Linked DNA regions of Mus musculus: region 2 is linked to region 1. The links are chromatin contacts, called in public targeted proximity ligation maps. All regions are on one chromosome and are shown on one strand. The core of a region is the stretch at or near the end of the contact, and the rest is flanking DNA. Distances in the headings are between cores, read along the strand shown.

Evidence for each region.
Region 2: a contact with region 1 is called in a targeted proximity ligation map of stem cell-derived neural progenitor cells, with 2.5 times the contacts expected there. A contact is called at or near these places in 6 of 39 promoter capture datasets (the 3T3-L1 cell line, the SN4741 cell line, embryonic stem cells and 2 more), 1 of 484 Hi-C or Micro-C datasets (nephron progenitors), 6 of 130 datasets of targeted methods (the 230-238 cell line, bone marrow-derived macrophages, embryonic limb bud and 2 more) and 1 of 9 other capture datasets (liver).

Annotation. Positions count from the first base shown.
Region 1 is chr19:4,792,310-4,795,514 of GRCm38.p6, forward strand. Rbm4 (RNA binding motif protein 4) reads right to left here and starts at 1,700. Exons shown (of 4, transcript NM_001290122.1): 1 at 1,507-1,700; 2 at 89-511. The coding sequence starts at 500. Gm21992 (predicted gene 21992) reads right to left here. Exons shown (of 3, transcript NR_157185.1): 2 at 1,507-1,700.
Region 2 is chr19:4,988,423-4,991,627 of GRCm38.p6, forward strand. It overlaps Npas4 (neuronal PAS domain protein 4), which reads right to left and starts at 1,549. Exons shown (of 8, transcript NM_153553.5): 1 at 1,220-1,549; 2 at 314-465; 3 at 37-139. The coding sequence starts at 1,394.

The DNA.
Region 1 (3,205 bases), core at 450-2,949:
GCAAAATCCTTCCATCCCAATGCCTTCCTTTTCTCAACCAATTCATTCCTAACAGCCTTGTACTGAGCACTCCAAAAGAGTGATTCACCTTGAAACTCTGTGTTGTCGAGGCCCCTGATGGCCTCCACCGCATCCTCTGCCCGCTCCATGTGTACAAAGGCATAATCTTTCACGATGTCACATTCGATGACTGGGCCGTACTCCTCAAACTTGGCCCGAAGCTCTTGGTTGGTACAAGTGGGGCTGATGTTGCCCACGTGTAACTTGGTTGAAGCTTTGCTCTTATTCTTGCTGGCTTCCACATTGATGTTCACTCCGTGCAGCTTGTAGTGGTGCAGGTTGCGTATGGCATCCTCAGCGGCCGTCTTGTCCTCTATGTGCACAAAGCCATAATTCTTAATGATGTCACATTCCAGCACCTTCCCGTACTGCTCGAAGAGTGAGCGGATCTCCTGCTCTGTGGCCTCCCGGGGCAGATTTCCAATGAACAGCTTCACCATCTCCACACAGCCTGCAAGTAGAGAAACAAGATTTTTAGGAGAAGACCTCAAGTCCATAGCAACTGTTAAAAAAAGGGAAAAAAAAAATCAAATAAATAAATGGCTCCCATCATCTCCTTTCACTTTAGCACATAGTCCCAAAAGTTTTCTCCTACAGGCATGCTCTTACATCTCCAATCAGTAACAAATGTGGAGTTCAACAAGAGCCTGCTTCTATTTCTCACAAGAAGTTCTATAAAGAGGAAAAATGTAACAAGGCAGACTTTTGTAGACAAAGGGGATTTTGCGGTGTGGCTCCAACCTACAGCACGGTACATTATAGGCAAGTATTCCGCCACTGAGTTACACTTCCCCTGCCCCAGACAAAGGAATAACGCTCTAAGTTTTCAGCATAAATAAAAAAAATGCTACAGGTACTGAGAGCTACTCACTTTGACATTTGAAAACAAGATTCTAACTACTAGACTTGCTAATTATAATTACTTCAAATTAGCTCTTCCTCTCTTAGCAACCATTTCCGGAAAAGTGGGAATTTCACTCGGAGTAGTGAGTTCCGGGATCAACCAGATAAAAAGCAGGGAAATATAGAAAATGCCCGAGTAGGAGGAGTCCTCTGGGGTGGGGGTGGGGGTGGGGCATGTCATTACAGGCTCCTACAGAAGAACTGGTCAAAGACTGGTGCTACAGTTTGGTGAGGAAGCCAACAATGCCCAGGGCATGACAGATTCTCCAGCCTAAATCTAAGATTTATCTAGGTGGAAACCCCAAAGAAGATTGAGCAAAGCAGAGGGTAAGGTGGACAAAAGAAAGCTATTCCGGGAGTAGAGAACGAGGACTTGGAGGAAGGTTGTTTCAGGCTTACCGCACTAAGTCGAGGACCGATGTCGGCTCTCAGGGACGGGTGCGCAGACCGCAACCCCACTATGCCAACCCTGACACCCACCGGAGTCAGGTAAGTTTTTTTAACAGAGAAAAGAACACAGTGGAAGAACGTGGAGTATCTCACCGCATGGATACCTGCAGGTCCTCCTCCTTGCAGCGCGGACGGTTCTGACAAAACGCTAAAATGGCGGCGGCCACAGCAGTGACTCTGGGTAGAAAGAGGGGTGAACCTACCCACCGGATTGGCCGTTCGGTAAAGTAAAAGGCTGGCGTTCCCGGAGATCCTCTTCCTGATTGGTTACCCGGAACGCCAATTACCTGAGAGGCCAGGAAGAGGTGGAAACGTCAGTAACCTGGACCTTTTATATGAAAGCCAATGAGCACCCAGCCTAGTGAAACTGAAGCCACTGATTGGGCAAGAGGTCCATCTGAAGGTGGAGCTAGAAACGCGGAATTCTTCAAAGCGCGGCCAGCCATTAGGCAGAATGAACAAGGTGCCGTGCGTCAGTGGGGCAACCTGTAGCTTCGTGGCTCCCAACTTTGTTAAGCTTTCACATTTTGTCACTTACACGTGCACATCCTGACAAAATTCAAGTTCTGTCACCACAATTCCGCACCGGTCCCTAGCTGAGCGTCACCACGCCCCGCAACGTGGATATTGCATCAGTCAACCTACCCAGACCTCCCGGCGATAGCCAAGCTCCCGCCCCTACTTAAAAAGCAACCCCCACTTTCCAATGTAGTCCTTCTGAGTCTCAAGTTACCAAAATTATAAGTATCTTTATGTAATTTTAAAACTCTAAAACAGTCAGTGGATCCAGCTTCGATAACAGTTCAATGGCCCAGACAATAGGGTGGTCAGAGACGTAGGAGACACAGGGGTTAAGGTTCCCTTTAGGAAACAGCCTCCCACCTCCCCAAAAGGTGTGAAAAACAGAGATTGAAAATCGACACCCCATCCCACCCCAACTTCACCCCGCCAAGAGAAGAAACAAAAAACAAAACAAAAAACGGGAACAGCAATTTTTGATTTTGTTTGGTTTTATTGGGCTCCATTAGCCAAAACTAAGTTTAAATTCCCTAAAACTGACCTTGGAAAAAAGGCTTGTGACAATCAGCTGTAAACAAGTACAAACGAACATTCTTCACAGGGTCCAAATTCCCTCATCACATTTTTCTCACCCACTGGCTGCTTCACATAATCCCATACTCATTGAGCAAGCAACTTTAGTCATGACCCTCTGCAACGCAGCTTCTTAAGATGGAGATAACCGGGAAAGGTGCTGAATGGAGAACTTAAAGGTGAACAGGCAGAAAGCAGGGGGAACTTCATGAGAACAGGATGATTGGGAGTAAAATAACAAATAGAGCATACTACCTCCCAAAACTGCCACAAAAGAAAGAAAAAGTCAAACAAAAGGCAGAGACAGAAAATAAGCTACTGGATTCTATAGCAGAAAATTAGTCTATAATTTAAGGCTAGGAAATAGGCCCCTTAAAAAGTAACAATATGACATTAAATATGGCCATGGCTTCATTCTGCAGCACCTGAGACTGAGTAAAAGCCACCTGAGATCTGTAATACAAGTTCTGCTGTCCTGCACAGGCCCTTTCAGAGGGGATCTAAAATGCACAGCCACATCTCAATATGCACCCAGAAATGCATAGGGTATAGAAATCATTTTCTCTCAGTTTAATCATCTTTCTTATGCCAAAATTCCTGGAGGTTGGGGTTACAGTAGCAAACAAGACCAATTCACTCCACTAAACTGGACTGGCTCCCGGTCTGAAGGGGAAGAGCCTGCTAACAAGCCAAGGGAACC
Region 2 (3,205 bases), core at 299-2,798, 200 kb after region 1:
GAGGAGTAAACTGAAGAACCGAGAGGAGGTTCTTACCAGCATCCAGAGCAGAGGGCATGGTGAGCTGCTGGCGCACAGTGAGATGGTCAGCAGGGTCAATGATATCGTAGATACTGTCGCCCTGGGCAACCAGGTCCACCTAGAAAGGAGAAGTGATCATTAGTGAAGGCAGCAAGAGCCTATCTGCAACCAATGATTTTTCTTAGGGAAGACTCCCCCACACTCGCCTCTAATAACTCTGTTTTCAGTAGTGAGAGGCTCATTTTATCTCACATATACCCCAACTTGAGATGCAAGGACTTTTAGTACTCACCATAGAGTGGCCCAGATGCTCGCTCACACTCTCCGACAGGTATAGCAACTTCCCCTCAGCTGTGAATACAAGGAGAAATCCAGGTAGTGCTGCCACAATGTCTTCAAGCTCTTGAGCAGAGAGAAGCCCGGTGGGGCCAGCCAAAGGAGTGCCTGTAGGGTGAGAAGATGTGGTGAGTCAGGATAAGAATCAGGGACAACACAGAAATAAAGAGAACATCTTTTGAGTCTTGGAGAAGACACAGGAAATTCCCATAGACCTATTTCTGCCAACACCTGTTGACCCTATGCTTGTGGATCTTGGCCAGGAGACCTGTTGCTAAAACTATCTAGCCAGGGAGCCCCTGGACTTCCAAGCCTGGCCGGAACCTCAGCAGCCCTCTGCTGTCAGCACTGTGGACAGAGCTCTCCCGAAAGGACTGGGATTCAGCACCGCGGACAGCTCCTGCGAAAAGGGGCTATGGCCATTTCAGCACCGCGGGCAGCGCCAGAAAGGGTGATGGCTTCAGGACGTCGAACAGCTCCAGAGCGCATAGAAAGACCCTCTCAGCATTTTCTAGCACAAGCTACTCTTCCTCATACTTTGCCTTTGCAGGCTTTCCCTGTAGCTTGCCAGGCTTCCTTCCGTACCCTCCCCGGATTCCTGGAGTGCCTCTGAGGCAATGGGAGCCTGGACCATTCTGTTTTAGCGCTCTATCTCACACAAATCCAGTGCTAGGACTATCGTTTAGGCTAGTCTAGATGGAGCTCAGAAGAAAAAGTAGGAAGTCCAGGGTCCCCTCAAGTCCCTTCTCTCCACAGGCTTCCAGCACGCTGTGCTAGACAAGCGGCAGTTTTAGCACATTCCCTCAGCTCCTCCATCCCTGGTCCCCGTCAGCTCTGGTCTCCGGTAGCCCAAGCTGCTCACCTCCAGCAAAGAAGACACCCTTGCGAGTGTAGATGCAGGCAAGACTCATGATGTGCAGGTAGGACAGCCGGACCTTGTCCGCTTCAGCCAACGGCAGCAGCTCCTTGAGGTTCCGAATCTCGGCGTTGATCTGGTCGCGGCGCGCCTTGGAGGCGCCCTTGGTGGATCGGTACATGACTGCCGGCTGTGGAGCTCCAGCTCCGGCTCCCGAGCACCTGCGATCCTTTCCCGATGCACCGGAGGCTTCCTCTTCCTTGCTTCCCGGTCTTTTCGCTCAGGCTCTTGCTCGCTCTCGCTCCACTCCTGGGCTCCGCTCGGCAGCGCTGCCCCCCTCGCCTGCCTCGATCCGCCTTATATAGCTCCTGACAGGCGTGGGGGGCTCGTTTTTAGAGACGGGGGGGGCAGCGGGAGGCGGGAGGCTGGGCTAAAGCAAGCTGCAGAGGGAGCCACTGGCTGGGGAGGGGGGGTGCTCCTCCTCCCTCCCAGACTTCCGACGTCATCCCGTGACGTCGAACGGGAGAGGGAGGGGGCGGGGGAAGGGGGAGAAGGGAGGGTGCAGAGGGGGCCGGCTGGCAAGAGCTGTGCAGAGCCAGGAATGGGGTGCAGGGACCCAGGTTTTCCATTACATTCTATTAGGAGGAGGAACAGTACATGGATTAGGGTGGTCTGAAGCCCTTAACAAGAGAGTTTGTAGAAGGCAAAGCGAGGCTGCTATCAACATAGATTTTTCTAAGGAGGCAAAGGATGAGAAGGGGCTTGGTCCTCTGCCAATTTGCCGCCATCTGCCAGGCAGGGGTCGAAATTACATGAGGGACTTTCCTTGGCTTTTGGGGAGGGGCTAGGTCACAACTGGGGGTCTTTTCTGGGGTCTATTCAATCTGAAAGTCCCTTAGCCAGTTTCAAATAAATAATTCCTTCTTCGCCTCCATGCCCTGACCTGAGGGTCTAAATCTCCAGGATAGGGTGGAATGGTGGTCCTGTGGAGAAGAGACCACTTGAATTCGGTCTTGATCATATTTCCTTAGCACCATAGGAACACAAACATCTCCACTGTGATCTGCAGGGATTCCTTTTTCCTCTATTAGTTCATCTTAGCCACCTGTCGGGGAAACTGAGGCAAAGACCCAGGGCCTGGTGAGGATCTGGATGTGTGTTTGAACCTCTCCCACGATCCCCTCCCGCTTGTCAGCCCCCAAGACGAGCTGTTCCCCCGCCCTCTTGCGAGCCCCAGTCTCTCCGGCGGGCTGGGGGGCGGGGGCGGGGCCGGGGGAATCCCAGCTCCATATTAGGACAGGAATCCTCCGGCGGCTGCGGCGGCGGCAGCGGCGGGCGGGGCCTACCGGCCTCCGCACAGCTCTAGAAAGCTCTCCCCACTGCTTCAGCCGGGAAGAGGGGGAGGCTGCCAAGTAGCCAGGGTCTGCTGTGCCCTCAGTGGCTGCTGCACCTACCCAAGACCCTTTAATTCTGCCAGAGTCCCCTCCCCATCTCCCTTCAATTCTTGCTCCATCTTTAGCTCCAGGGCTCCTCGTTCTGCCTGTGCACTTGTCACTGAGTGAGCGCACAACATACACCTTTCTTTTTTTTTTTTTCCTTCGTTCATTGAGCGTTGGACAGTCTATCTCGGCTTTGTGGGCGCCCCCCACCCCCACCCCTCTAATTTGCACCTTTGGTTTAACTACCTGTCATGTCAGGCTTGTCTTTGTAGTGTGGCCTTTGCATCACCCCACCCCTCCAGACACACACCCCCACACACACCTTTCTTCAGTCACTTACATGCGATTGCTGTCTACACAGGGTATGGGAGCCCTTTTTTTATCCCACAACCATTTCACAAAGGACTAGAGAAACTTTTTGCCCAAAATTTCATTTAGAGTAGGAACATATAAAAGCACTTTTAGAGCCTGAAAAACAAGACCATTTAAAAAGTTGAGGGAAGCCGGGCGTGGTGGCACACGCCTTTAATCCCAGCACTTGGGAGGCAGAGGC